Linked DNA regions of Sus scrofa: region 2 is linked to region 1. A link is a contact called in public Hi-C data. All regions are on one chromosome and are shown on one strand. Each heading gives the region's core, a stretch centred on a gene start, on an enhancer-like site or on the middle of the called end of the contact. The rest is flanking DNA. Distances are from core to core; before and after follow the strand shown. Region 1 holds the start of LEMD3 (LEM domain containing 3). Region 2 holds the start of MSRB3 (methionine-R-sulfoxide reductase B3).

What was found. Hi-C and Micro-C count contacts between places; a contact is called where the count stands out from the background.
Region 2: a Hi-C map of fetal liver shows a contact between it and region 1, with 4 times the contacts expected there. The contact joins the promoter of MSRB3 here to the promoter of LEMD3 in region 1. A contact is called at or near these places in 4 of 47 Hi-C or Micro-C datasets (adipocytes, fetal liver, fibroblasts and 1 more).

What each region holds. Positions count from the first base shown.
Region 1 is chr5:29,593,608-29,600,496 of Sscrofa11.1, reverse strand. It overlaps LEMD3 (LEM domain containing 3), which reads right to left and starts at 4,163. Exons shown (of 13, transcript NM_001315597.1): 1 at 2,606-4,163. The coding sequence starts at 4,127.
Region 2 is chr5:29,694,334-29,701,274 of Sscrofa11.1, reverse strand. MSRB3 (methionine-R-sulfoxide reductase B3) reads right to left here and starts at 5,451. Exons shown (of 6, transcript XM_021091955.1): 1 at 5,034-5,451. The coding sequence starts at 5,436.

The DNA of each region.
Region 1 (6,889 bases), core at 2,914-5,413:
AGAATATGGCAAAGAGGTTGAGGAACTTGACAAAGGTCATTTTGACAAGTCCTAGGACCCACACCCTCTACTTCTTAGCCCACTGTTCTTTCCATCACCCAAGCCACCTCACATTTACCATTTATTAAAATGCAAACCACTTTATAACTTCCTTCCTTCCACCAATGGAGGTGAGGAGGGTACCAAAGCTCTAGCAATCCTATCCCTTTCTATTCCACTTGAAATTTTAGTACCTAAGAGAATATTAGTCTCTTATCACTAGGCTCTTATCACTATTTATCTTAATAATGACAAGAAAGATCCGATAAGTCACTTTGGTTGAGAACTGTCCACATCAGTAATTCTGTATGAAATTCTAACAAGTATTCAATTACTTTATTTTATTTATTTTTCCTTTGTCTTTTTAGGGCCAGACCTGTGGCATATGAAGTTCCCAGGCTAGGGGTCCAATCGGAGCTGTAGCTGCTGACCTATGCCACAGCAACAGGGGATTCAAGCAGCCTCTGTGACTTACACCACAGCTCACAGCAACACTGGATCCTTAACTCACTGAGCAAGGCCAGGGATCAAACCCAAGTCCTCACAGATACTAGTCGGGTTCGCTGCCACTGAGCCACAACAGGAACTCTTTATTTTCTTAATCTTAATAAAGGTATCCTCTCATTTAAAAAACTCTCTACAAACAATACCTAAATGGGCTTTATGAAGCCCATACCTACTACGGGCTTTATAGCTGAAAAAAAATCTGAAACCAATCTTAGTCCTAACACTTGCTAGCTGTTCAAACGTGGGTACATTTCTTAACTTCCTTGAGTCTCACTTTTCTCATCTATAAAGTGAGGATATACCATCTAGCTCTGTGAGTTGTTAGGCAGACTCAATGAGATAATATTCGCAAAGCGTTTTAGTAAAAGGGCCGGTTCATAGAACAAACCAGTTCTGTTAGAGAAACAAACATACAGATAGGTACTGCCCATAGGTAACATCATTTATGTGACATTTACCAATTTAACTTCTACCATGACCTTATTTCTTTTCTTTCTCAAATATCTGGGGCAGGACACTGATATACCACTCTTGCTCCCAGAGTACCGATTAACATTGAGTGCTGGATTTCAGTCCTCTTCTAATCCCCCTAGTTAAGGAATATCATAATCTATTATTTGACTATCATAAAATTGGCTATACCCAAACCAAAGCTTACACTATTTTCACTCCTATTCTTTGCTAACTACATCATTCGCTACTTTGAACAAAACTGATAACACCAAGCCAATTTCATAAATATAAATCATGATACAGTGAATTCACATTGGGTGAAGAGGGTTAGTAAGTTTCAGGGGGTAGAGAGGAGAAGGACCTAACATGGATAAATTATGTATTCAGCAGTCCATCATGCACTAAAAACTTATTTTCTCTCTTTCAATCATCCTAGGCGTCATTCTAGTCAAGATTAGCATCGTTTTACAGATTATCAAGGGAAACTCCAACTCTGGCTCCCGCACCCCCTTGCTCAAAGTACTATACCCTACAGGAAGGCTCTTGGCTCAACTCAAAACCTTTCCTCCTCCTCTAGTAATCTCTGCCCAGAAAGCTCTTCTGTCTCCTACAAGGCTAACTCCCCCTCCTGCTTTAGGTCAGAGATTAACTCAACTAGTAGGTTAGCTCAATGAGTACCTACCTGCACCATCTCTAAAGCAGAGTACACCAATGGCTCCATCCTATTGCCTTCATAGAACATAAAATGATCAGTATTCATCTTCCTCCCATGTTAAAGGAGAGGGATACTTCGACTTACCACTGCTATATCCTGAATGTTCAGCACAAATGACGCTGGCTTAATGAATGAGCAAACACACCTGCCCACAGCCATTAAGCAAGTGAAAGGCAGAGCCCGGAAACCAATCCAGATGGATCTGACTGCAAACCCCTACACTGCCCCTTTTCACTGGTGGGAGGGAGGTGCTTTGGGCTGGGAAATCAATTTAGACGTGTGCCTTCCTACTTTCCATACTCATTCACTTTAAAGAAATTATGGGACTACTTACACCTGTCCTTAATAAAACAAAACATTTAACCACCATTTCAAGAGATCTTACATTGTCTTTTAAAATCACAACTCATTTGGGGAAAACAAAAAAAACAAAAACTCCAGTGCATTATTATGCTCCTGCACAATCAAAATACCTCCAAACTGTTGAGTAATGGGACTGGCATCTGCACAAGTGGTTATTTAAGGCCAAAAGAAAATTTAAGTCACACACACGAAGTGCATTTTACTAACAGGCTTGCTTATAGTATTTTGTTCTTTTATGTTTTGAATTTCCCAATACATCATACAGAAAACCCTTAAATCCAGCCGTGGCATCATCGTTCCGATCATTGTAATCATGTTCTTTCTTAAGGAAAGATGGCACGAAGGCACTCAATCTGTTGTGTTTCACTACTAAAGCCATATTCTTGCTGACAGAAGTCACCTCGGATAGGGAGATCCCGCCATGGCGCAGTGGGTTAAGAAGTCACCTCGGCTAAATGCCCAGTGCGGTTAGAGCCCACCACTAACAACAGTCCTTTTGTTGCCTTCCCCACAGGGCTTAATACTTACTGGTGAGTTCTCCATCCTCGGTTACTCCCGTCCCTCTCATTCCTAGGTAAGTCAGTCCCAATATGAGGAAAAATAAGCAGGCAGCAGTTAAGAGAAACATGGACAAGTAGTGAGCACTGAAACCTCCTGTTGGGGACACCTCCTCCCGTTTAAACTGCTGGAGAAGTTCCTCCTCGGGTTCAGAAAGCTTCGGTTTGTTGTATGTGTTTTTCAGGTAGGTGTGATTGGAGCCCGTATGATTGGAGTGATTGATCCTGAGTGAACCAGAGGCGGCCACCGCCGCACCGGGAGGGAGGCTGTTGGAAAAAATCCTGGGGGAGTCCACGTTGAAGGCTCCGCCGCCGATATGATTATTGGTTTTAAGAAGAGAGCCTGTGGACGAATCCAAGGTTGAGTCCATGTCCGCGAGCGGTGGCGGCAGGAGAGGGGCCAGTTTCTTAGCGTTAACACGATATCTAGGAATGGGGCTGGAGTCCAATGGATCACACCCTCCTCCCTGCTCCGCCGCCGCCGGCTCCTCGAGGTTTCTGCTCCGGTCTAGACTCCCGGCGGCCGCCGCCCTGTCATTCATCGCGATTCCTCCCCTTCCCTGAACGGAGGTCTCCAGCCGGCCGCCGGCCGATTTCGCAGGCAGAGGAGAGAGAGGCTTACTATGGCCCCGCCGGAGCCGGTGCCGGGAAAGGGAGTCGTCCTTCAATACCTGTCGGCTGGAGGCCACGTCGTCGTCGTCTTCTTCCTCCGAGTCCGAATAGTTTTCCCGGCAGCTGTAGGGGAGAAGCCGGCTGCCATTCACGGTCCGGCCGGACCACAGAGGCTCCTCGGCCTCCGGGTCCCTGTCCTCGCCGTCTTCTCCCTCCTGCTCCTCGTCTTCCGCCGCCCCATCTCTCCCCGACGGGCTCTGCAGCTCGGGAGCCGCCGACCTCCTGGCCCCCCACCACGAGTGGGGCTTCCTCCGCTCGGCCGAGTTGTTGTTAGTCACCTCGCTGGCGGTCAGGGGCGCCGACGGCGGTTTGAGCCCGCGGTACTGGAGCGGAGCCCGGTCTTTCCTCCCGCCGCCGCCGCCGGCCTGGTCCCGGGGACTGGCCTCCACGTCCGACTCGTCCGAGCTGAAGCCCAGGACCACTTTGCTGCCAGCCGTGGGGGCGGCCGAGGCGCCCCCGGTCCCTCCCAAGGGGCTCTCCGGGCCCGAAGTGGAGATCCGGCCCAGGCCTCCAGGAGTCCGTAAGTAGGAGAGGTCGCCCGAGACCGGCCGGACCCCCATCCCCGCGGCCGCCACCGTCGATCCCGCGGCGGCGACCGTGGCGGCTGCCGTGTTATTGTTATTACTGTTCCGCGTCTTGGTGCCGCGGCCCCCGGACCGGTGCTGCTGCTGCTCTTCCTCTCGAAGCTTCTTCAGCTTCTTGAGGTAAACCGGGCGGGTGCTTTCCGTCACTGGGCCAGGAGACAGGCCGTAACGGCGGAGCTGAGAGAAAAGCTCCTCATCCGAGAGCTGCTGAGGCGCCGAAGCCGCTGCCGCCGCCATTTTCTCTCCAGGGTGTTTTACAAGCTCCGCGCTACCGGAAGTGACGCGCCGCCCTAGACCCTGAACTAGACCGGGGTGCGTCGCCCTCCCAGCGCCACGGGCGCCTTAGCCAATGGGAGGCGCGGGAGGAGCTCACCTGAGCGGGAAAAGGCCACCTGAGCGGCGCGCAGCTCCCGCTGCTGAGAGTTTTTCTGCGCTCTGACTTGGGGTGCCAGTGCCTTCCCTTCCCTTTCCCTTTCTGTCTCCTCTCCATCCGGCAACTCTCCTCTTTGCCTTTACCAGCGCCTTTCCCGGGGACTGCCTCCTGACAAGCAGTACCTTGACCTCTTCTTTCCAGGTTCCTGCCGCTGGGCAGTAATAGTTGATGGGAAATCTGCCTTGAACTTCATGGCATTAGTTTTTTCCGTCCTGATTCCCGCTGCGTAGGGGAACCAGGAGACTTAAATTTTGGTGGACAGACAATTGGCAATTTCCCTATTGACTCCTGGTTCTCTTTTCACTTTGTCTTTCTACTTGACTTACCAAAGAAAAGGGAAGGGCAGTTTCTCTCACTGCTCATTCTGAGAAGCCTCACATCTTCCATTCCAAGGAAGAGATACAGAGTAAACCAGCCAGCCCCAATAGTTTTCTTCAATTGTGATGGATATTCATTCCCTAGTTGGTTGTAAAGTATTATCATTTTTTCCTCTTCTAAAATCTGATAGGTCATCATTTTGGTGATTGAAAGAGTCTATCCCTTGCTTCACTCTATGACAAAAAAGCGAGCACACCATCCTGCTTATTTCCTTCTTAGCATCTTTCCAACCTATAGTTATTTATTTATTGTTAATGATTATTTTTAATGCATTTGTTTTCAAAATTATTGATTGACTGGATTGTCTTATCCCTTTGAACTGTAAGCTTTATGGGCACAGGAACCACCCCTACAGTGCCTGACACTAGAAGTTCAAGAACATTTGTTGAACTAATGAATGACTTCCAAAAGTAGGATAGTATGAGATTAATATTTTGACGTAAAAGTAGTGGCAAATGAGAAACCTTCACACACAGTCAATAACAAAAACCAAAAAACAAAAACAATTAAGACCTGGCAGTCTGTTTCTTTCTCTCTGTTTTTAATATTGTCACTATCTTAAGCCCTCTGGTCAGATACCAGTTTAGCTTGGGCCATATTACTAACACTGTACTCCCCCTGGTTTCCAGTAAAATATCTTTTGCAATTTTGTCCTTCATAGTCAGGACATTAGCTTTTTTTTTAGTTCTGCACCTGCAGATTATGGAAGTTCCCAGGCTAGGGGTTGAATTGGAGCTGCAGACGCAGGCCTACACCACAGCCACAGAAATGCCAAATCTGAGCCATGTCTGTGACCTACACCACGGTTCACAGCAATGCAGGATCCTTAACCCACTGAGGAAGGCCAGGGATCAAATCTGTGTCGTCATGGATACTAGTCGGGTTCATTACCACTGACCCACAACAGGAACTCCTGACTTTAGCTTATGTTGAAGAACAATCTAAAGAATGACCACTCAACATTATGTTCAAAGGTTTATTTCCTTAGAGACTGTCCTTTCTGGTCTCAGTATTAGAAATAATTGTACGTTTCCAGACAGCTCATTTGTTTTGGTTCTGCTTTGTTTTATTTATGTATTTATTATTTTTGTTGTTGAGGTAAGATTCACATAACAAAATTAAGCATTTAAAAGTGTACATTTGATTGCATTTAGTACATTTACAAAGTTGTGCAACCATCACCTCTGTGTAATTCAAAAACATTTTCAACGTTCCTAAAGGAGAACCTGTACCTGATATGCAGACATTCTCTATTTCTCCCCATCTCCAGACCCTGGCAACTTTTTTTTTTTTTTTTTTTCCTTTTTAGGGCAGCACCCGGGGCATATGGAGGTTCCCAGGCTAGGAGTCTAATCAGAGCTACAGCTTCCACCTATGCCACAGCCACAGCAACACGGGATCTGAGCCCCATCTGCGACCTACACTATAGCTCACCGCAACACCAGATCCTTAACCCACGAGTGAGGCCAGGGATCGAACCTGCAATCTCATGGTTCCTAGTCAGATTCGTTTCCACTGTGCCACAACAGGAATGCCCAGATCCTGGCAACCTTATCTTTTTCCTGTCTCTATGGATTTAACTATTCTGGATATTTCATATAAATGGACTCATATAATAATGTGATCTTTTGTGTCTGACTCCTTTCACTTAACATTTTGAGATTCATCAAGATATACCATGTATCAAGGAGTTCCCGTTGTAGCTCAGTGATAACAAACCCGACTAGTATCCATGAGGACAGTTGGATACGTGGCCTGGCTCAATGGGTTAAGGATCTGGCATTGCCATGAGCTGTGGTTTAAGTCACAGACACAGCTTGGATCTGGTGTTGCTGTGGCTGTGGTATAGACTGCAGGTCCAATTTGACCTCTAGCCTGGGAACTTCCATATGTCATGAGTGGGGCCATAAAAAAGCAAAAAGCAAAAAAAAAAAAAAAGGATGTAGCATGGATCAGTATTTCATTTCTTTTTATGGCTGAATAATATTTCCTATTATGAATATACCACATTTCATTTATCTGTTCATCCATTGATAGAAATTTTGGTTGTTTCCACCTTTGGGTTATTGTGAATACTGCTGCTATGAACATTCGTGTACAAGTATCTGTTTGAATACTTGTTTTCTATTATTTTGGGTATGTACCTAGAAATTTCAGATCATATGGTAATTGTGGGTTTCACTTTTTG
Region 2 (6,941 bases), core at 4,202-6,701, 99 kb before region 1:
GTTTACAGGAAAACATCCTATCATCCTATCTAATTGATCCTCACACAGGAAATTAGCATGAAAAATCCTGTAAAACCTAGGAAACAGACAAGACCCTTGACAAAGAAGAGCAGTGTGACTGAGCTCCAATGTCAAAAAAAAAAAGAATGTAGTAACCAGCAGGATGCCATAAAAGCTCCGGAACATGTGAAAAAGTTGGAAGCATTATACCCGGGACAATGGATGCTAACAGTGGATGCCAATCAGAGTTCTTCTAGATTATTCATTGGTCTCAGAGAACTTAGTCTGGTGATGAAGATAAATATAGATGGACTTTCAAATGCAAGATGGTAAAATCATGCTGCAGTCAAGGTTCAAAATGTCTTAGAAGCATAAGGAAATCATAAAATCTAAGAGATGAAAGCATCACAAAATACCAGTGGAGGGCTTAAGGACTTCACTAAGTCATGAGAGAAAGGTATTCCAGGCAGCAGAAACAGTCTAAAGGAAAGGTAGGGATGGAAAATGCTAGAAGTGTGAGAAACAGGAAAACAAACAAACAAACAAAAACTGATAAACTCTTAGCCCATAAAGTATTATGATTTTTAATGTCTCTAATGATCACTTACATAGTTTTAGTGAATTTACCCTTAAGAACTTCCTGAGTGCAGCATTTTACTTCAATGAATTCCAGAAAATCTGCAGGATGGATTAGTTGTTATTAAACAGGATTTTCACAACTCTGTTGGATCCTGAGCTGTGTTATAATTCCTGAATGTGGTGCTACACAGTTTACTCCCAGAGGCCTGCCCTTCAGCACTCCTGCAGCAGTGTGAATGAACAGCTCTAGTATCGGTGAACCATTATTCTACACACACATTTCAATCAAGAGAAAATTATCCATCCCAAGGACTAACAACCTCATAATATAAAATGTAAAAATGCAAAATCAAATCATCTAAATATGTGTACTACAAGGGAGTATCTACTGTGGTGTAGCAAAAAAGAATCCGACTAGCATCCATGAGGATGCAGGTTTGATACTTGGCCTCACTCAGTGGGCCAGGGATCCAGCATTGCTGTGAGCTGTGGTGTTAAGTCGCAGGTGCAGCTTGGATCCTGCGTTGCTGGGGCTGTGGCTCTGGCTGGCAGCTGTAGTTCCAATTTGACCCTAGCCTGGGAACATCCATATGCTGTGGGTGTAGCCCTAAAAAGCAAAACAAAAACAAAAACAAATATCTGCATTACAGAGTACACAGAAGTCTAGAATTAGAAGAGACCTTAAGGAAAATCCAGATCAACCACGTGACCCCAAACTATATCTACCAGGATCCTTCTCTTGGGAATTCAGGATCAAGGCCCATTGATTAATATCTCCCCATGCTTGGAACTGAGGGACACCTAAATACTCAGGAGCTGCTTAGAAGCCACATACAACTGTGAACACGGGGTGTTGGGGTCGGGGGCGGGGTGGGGGAATGGTCAGAAAATAGAGAACAATAAAGCAAAGAAAGGCAAAGGCTAGAGACAGAGAAAGTTCCAGGTTTTCCAGTTCCCAGTCCCTAATAAAGTCTGTGCATATGGCTTCCATCAAATTCCTGTCTTTCTTTCTTTTTCCTAAAACTATTTCAAGTTCCTGTCTATTACTTGCAACAGAAGCTTAAATAAGTCAATAAACAAAATCCTCCATAAGGTCAATTGGCTGATTTATTATTTATCTACTTTTCTATACTTTCTTTTCGTTTGTATTTCCTTCAAAGCCATAAAAATGACTTTGGTATGCTATAGAGACAAATATGTGGACAGGGATCCAGGATTGTGCTAAGCATTTTAAAAAGAAAACCCATCATCCCCAGGAAGGAGAAAATAGGAATACTCAAGGAAAAGCCCTGGGATATCTATTCAGCAATCAGAGATGTTTAACAACTAGTAAATTAAATAGCTCTCTCACTATCCTCCTTCCCCAAACCAAATTAATTCTGAATAAACCAGATGGGTAGCTCCAATTTAGTCTCCTCTAAGGCCTGATGAAAAGGTCATAGCCCAATATAGAGGATTTCATCTGAAATGTCCCCGGTAACTAACCACAGGTCTCCCAACTCCACCAAGGTTTGGGCGCTCTCCAGTGGTATCCTTAGCCCAGACCCAAATTCCAAATCTGAATACCAAATGATCTTAGGGTCTGGCCTAACTATCCTGGAAGAGCAGGCAGGCATTTACCCTATGACACAACCAGCACTTTCTGCTGCTCTTGGAAAAGCGGAAGAAAGTAACAGAAGCTTAAAACCATGGAAGTCTATCCAGATGTGTGCTTTGGTGTGAAGTGCCAGGTATCAAGGCTTTCCTGAGGTAGATCCAGGCTCTCCAAAGCTGGGTCCGCACCCATCAGATATGACTACAAGCAGACCAGTTTAACATGTATAGCAAGTCAGAGTTGACAATCAAAGTTTGAACCAGTGTAGTGGGTGGCTCTGCAGGATTATATAAACAAAAATAATATTATAGGATCCTGGAGTTTGAAGGGACTCGAAGACTATGTCCAACTTTATCAAACAGAGAAGAAAGCTACACATTCTAGCCAAATTCATCAACCAAATCCTTAACTATAGTAACACAAGTAAGATACAAATCAAAGGGACTGTGATAGGATTATGACAGGATCAAAAAGCATTTATTTCCTGAAGTTGCTCTAATATTTGACAATATATTTTTAATTATAAGAGAAAAACTAGGAGTTGCCATTGTGGTGCAGCGGAAACGAATTCGACTAGGAACCATGAGGCTGAGGGTTCGATCCCTGACCTCGATCAGTGGGTTAAGGATCTGGCATTGCCCTAAGCTGTGTGTGGTGTAGGTCACAGATGCGGCTTGGATCCCATATTGCCGTGGCTGTGGTGTAGGCTAGCAGCTGTGGTTCAACCCCTAACCTGGGAACTTCCATATGCTGCGGGTGCGGCCCTAAAAAGCAAAAAAAGTAAAAAATTTTTTAAAAAAGGAGAAAAACTGTATTTGAAAAATTTATGAAAACTACTGTTGGAATATTTTTTGGATATTCTTGTTACTTAAGTTTAGCAAAACAGTAGAGATTTCTGACCAAATGGATTAATATTTTAGTTAAGACATTAGACCAAGCACCTCTAAAAGCCAAAAAACTGTGTTGGTTCAAAACCTAAATGATGTTGTATGCTCGCAGCCTTGGCAGACAGGAAATTTAGGCACTGTGACAAAATTCTAAATGGCAGAGAACCGCTTATTTTAATGTAAAAAAATTCCAGACATTCACACAGGACCCTAATAAAAGTCACCAGAAATTAGACTTATATGTCAGCTGGGACCAAAATTAAAAGAATAAATGTTTAAATGGTCCAAATATAAACTTGGTTTTCAAAATTGCTGGCAAGGAGTCATAGTGCGGTGGATTTTGGTCTTCAACGGCTGCTTTACCACAAATATTAGGTAAGCCAATACATCACTGAGGGGGGAAAAAAAAACATATAATCTCTGGCAGTACAATCTACCCTTTATCGTGAAGCACAGTATTTTTTTAGAAGACTGTTCTAAAATATGAAATTAGAGCCTGTTGTGTTCCCCAAGAAATGCTATTAAAGTTACTCTTAAAATATGAATCCATAAAAAGTAAGTCTTTGTGAAAAATAATACTAACCAGAAGCAAATATGAAATTGATATCCTTACTTAAACTAATATTGATAAACTGCACATACTTAATATTTTTTAAATCTTTCATCAATCTGAATCGACAATTTCATAAATTATATGAATCCTGAAGATTATTTTATAATCAAAACTATCTCTTAAAATATATTTTGCCACAAACGCTGCAAATGGAAATATGAAGCCATAGACCAGAGAGTGCTGAATATAATCTATGCTTAATAGTCAGCGTTCAACTAATTCGTAAGTTCTAGTTATTAGCCATATCTTCACAGTATATAGTCTATCGCTGGCAAAAAACAAAAACAAACTCAAATTTGCTAAGAAATCTCAACTCTGAGGAATTATATTTTCTTCCATCCCAGATAAAATTAAGAACTGAGAAGCTCTGATGATTAGACATTCATCACAAATATGGAAGTTCATGCAATTTCACATTTACCTTAAACTCTACTTTGTACTTTCAAATAATTAGTTTTCATAATAATCTTATGTTAAAAAATTTTCCTCACTGATATTTTCCAAACTATCTTTAAAATCATCCTGTTAAGACTGTAAAATCACCCCACTTGACAGCTTATAGTCCTAAACCAAATCAGGCAGGGCTTACACCTTTCGATCATATAGCTGGAAATAGTCCAAGGTGAAACTTATAAACCAGACTCCAATGCTTTTTTAACCCCCTTAAAAAAAAAAAAAAAAAAAAAAAAAAAAAAAAAAAACACCACAAAACTGATACCTGGCAACCTGGGGGTTTTGTTCGTTTTTGGCCTATCGGGCCCGCGGCCGCCTGACCCCGCGGTGCGGGCGGCTGTGCGCCTCTGGGTGCGCCCCTCGTCGCTGCACGCCCGCCGCTGCCCCCCGCCGCCCAGCGCCCCACGCCCCTCCCCGAAGCGCGGCAGGAGGCGCGGGCCTGGCTGGCTGTTCCCACGCGCCCAAGCCCGTTATCTGAGCGGCCGCGGAGGCAGGGCCGACCCTCGCGGGGCAGGGGCCCCAGCTGGCCCCCGCCTCGGGCCCCGCGCCTCCGCGTTAAGAGCCGGGAGCGGCTTCTCCTCCCCAGCGGTCCCGCCAGGCCCCTCCCTCCGGGGCCCGCGTCGGGCGCGCGAGCCTCCCTCGGGCTCAGGTTCGCTCGCGGGACGGGATAAGGTGTCAGCGAGGCGGCCAGACGCCTCCCGTCGGCGGGGGCGAAGGCAGCGCTGACCTCCTTCCATCCGCCCCTCCACGCCCGCGCCCCTCCTCGGCTCAGGAAAGAGGGACTCCTCGCGGGGGACTGAAGGGGGCGCAGAGAGCGCTCGGAGGCAGACAGGGTCGGGGTCACACCTCAACTCGGCAGGGTCGGGCAGGAGGGCTGAAGCGAGGCGTGGAGGGAGCCCCAACTCACCCGACTGAGCGGCTGCCCGGGCCGCGGCCGCGGCCAGGCAGAGGCAGAGGCAGAGCGAGAGAGAGCGCGGGAGGGTTCGCGGCGGGCTCATGGAAGGGCCAGAGAGCCGCCGCCGCCGCTGTCCGAACCTCCCTCCCTTCCTCCCCGGCTCCGGGCGACGGACGGGGCGGCGGGAGGCATGACGGGAAATTCCTGGGCACGGGCAGCCGAGTCCAAATATGAGCATAGGAGACGAGCGAGGGAGGACCGCGGAGAGCGCCCGCCGCGGACGGGGCCCGCTGCCCGGGCCTCGGCGGCAGCCAACTCCCTCCTCCTCCGAATCCTCCTCCTCCGCTGCCGCCCCAAGGGCGCCGGCCGCCAAGGTGACCAGGAGACGGAATCCCTCTGCCTGAGGGCATCCCATTCCAGTGTTGGGGCCCAAAAGCAGAGCCGAGCATCCCACCCACAGGTCCCACCTAAGACCCCGAAGGGGCAGAAAAGAGAGGAGATCCGACAGCGAGCCAGGGACCCGCGGGAAGTCAAATTAAGGGGTTTGAGGAGATTCTTGCGATGCCCCTAATAGGTTGAGAGCTCTAGGAGTAAGGGGATAAAAAGATCTGGCAAGTGCTTCTCTGAGTGTGGGAGGGTGAGGTTGGAGCTGCACTGGCACTTACGCACACACTCAGGGGAGCTAACCTGTACAAAACGAACAGGCATAATACAGAAAACCACCCTCCTGCATTCCAGGTAAGTAGGCTCTCTACACCACGTGTGTTTGTGTGGGTGTGTGAGTTCTTAGCCAGAGTTATAAAGAGGCTCTACCCAAACTTAGAAGTGAACACCATATATGGAGTTGAGGCACGCTGAGTGACAGTTTCTCACACTAGCTAAACGCTGATGTTTTATCTAGGTCAGTCGTTCTTTTCACCTCCAACCTCTCTTCATCCCCCTTATGCTAACTTTGTATTTATTGTGGCTTGCCTGAAGGGGAGTGTTAAAATGTATTCAAAAAGCACTACCTCTGATGATCAAAAATGTCTGTACCAGATGTTTAATTACAGGCCTCAGCCAATAGTTCTTTGACTTTTCTTTGGCACTGATAACTCCTCCAGTAATCAAGTCCAAAAGACCCTTAGCTTTTCAAGAGGACATAATTATGTCTAATTACTTTTTTTTTTTTCCTCACAGTAATGGGACAGGCCCTGGAGATGTAGGATGTTCTGTAATTATTTATGACCATTTTAAGATGCTACAGGAATGATTTATTGATGCAAAATACTTAAGGGGTAAAAGTCAAACAGATTTAGAGTGTGGATTATTCTAACATGAACTAAAGTATGGTAATTTGTACATCACACTATTTGTTTGAAAATGCTATTCTTGAAAATCAGGGACTTTATTTTAAAACAAATTCAATTCTGGCAAAGTATTAAAGCCCAAATGCCAAAAACCAGTCCATTTGCAAGGGGTTCCCCTTAAATCATCTGGTGCTGGAAACACCATGAATTACTCCTGGCACATGGGCAGATTTCACCCTCAATGTACTAGCAGTGATGATAGGAGAAAGGGCAGATGACCTAAGCAAACTAACAGTAAATAACCTGTAATACAGTAAAGTAGGAATTTAAAAGACAGGTTACATTATATTCAGTAACAATGCTGGGTATCTGAAAGAGAATTCTCGGGAAACTCAAGGATCCCCTCCCTTCCCTCTTTTTTGTATATTTTGTAGTACATAAGCATCATTTTTTCTTACTTCCTCCACAATACATAGCATAATTCTTTCCCATAGTTTAAATATTTGTTTAACAAAAGTAAAATGAGCACAGTCACTTGTAAACAGATTTATAGGAGCTCCATAAAGTGTACAGAAAAGGATTATTGCAAAGGATTGCCCTAGTTTGGGCCTTGTTTAAAATATTTTAGTTG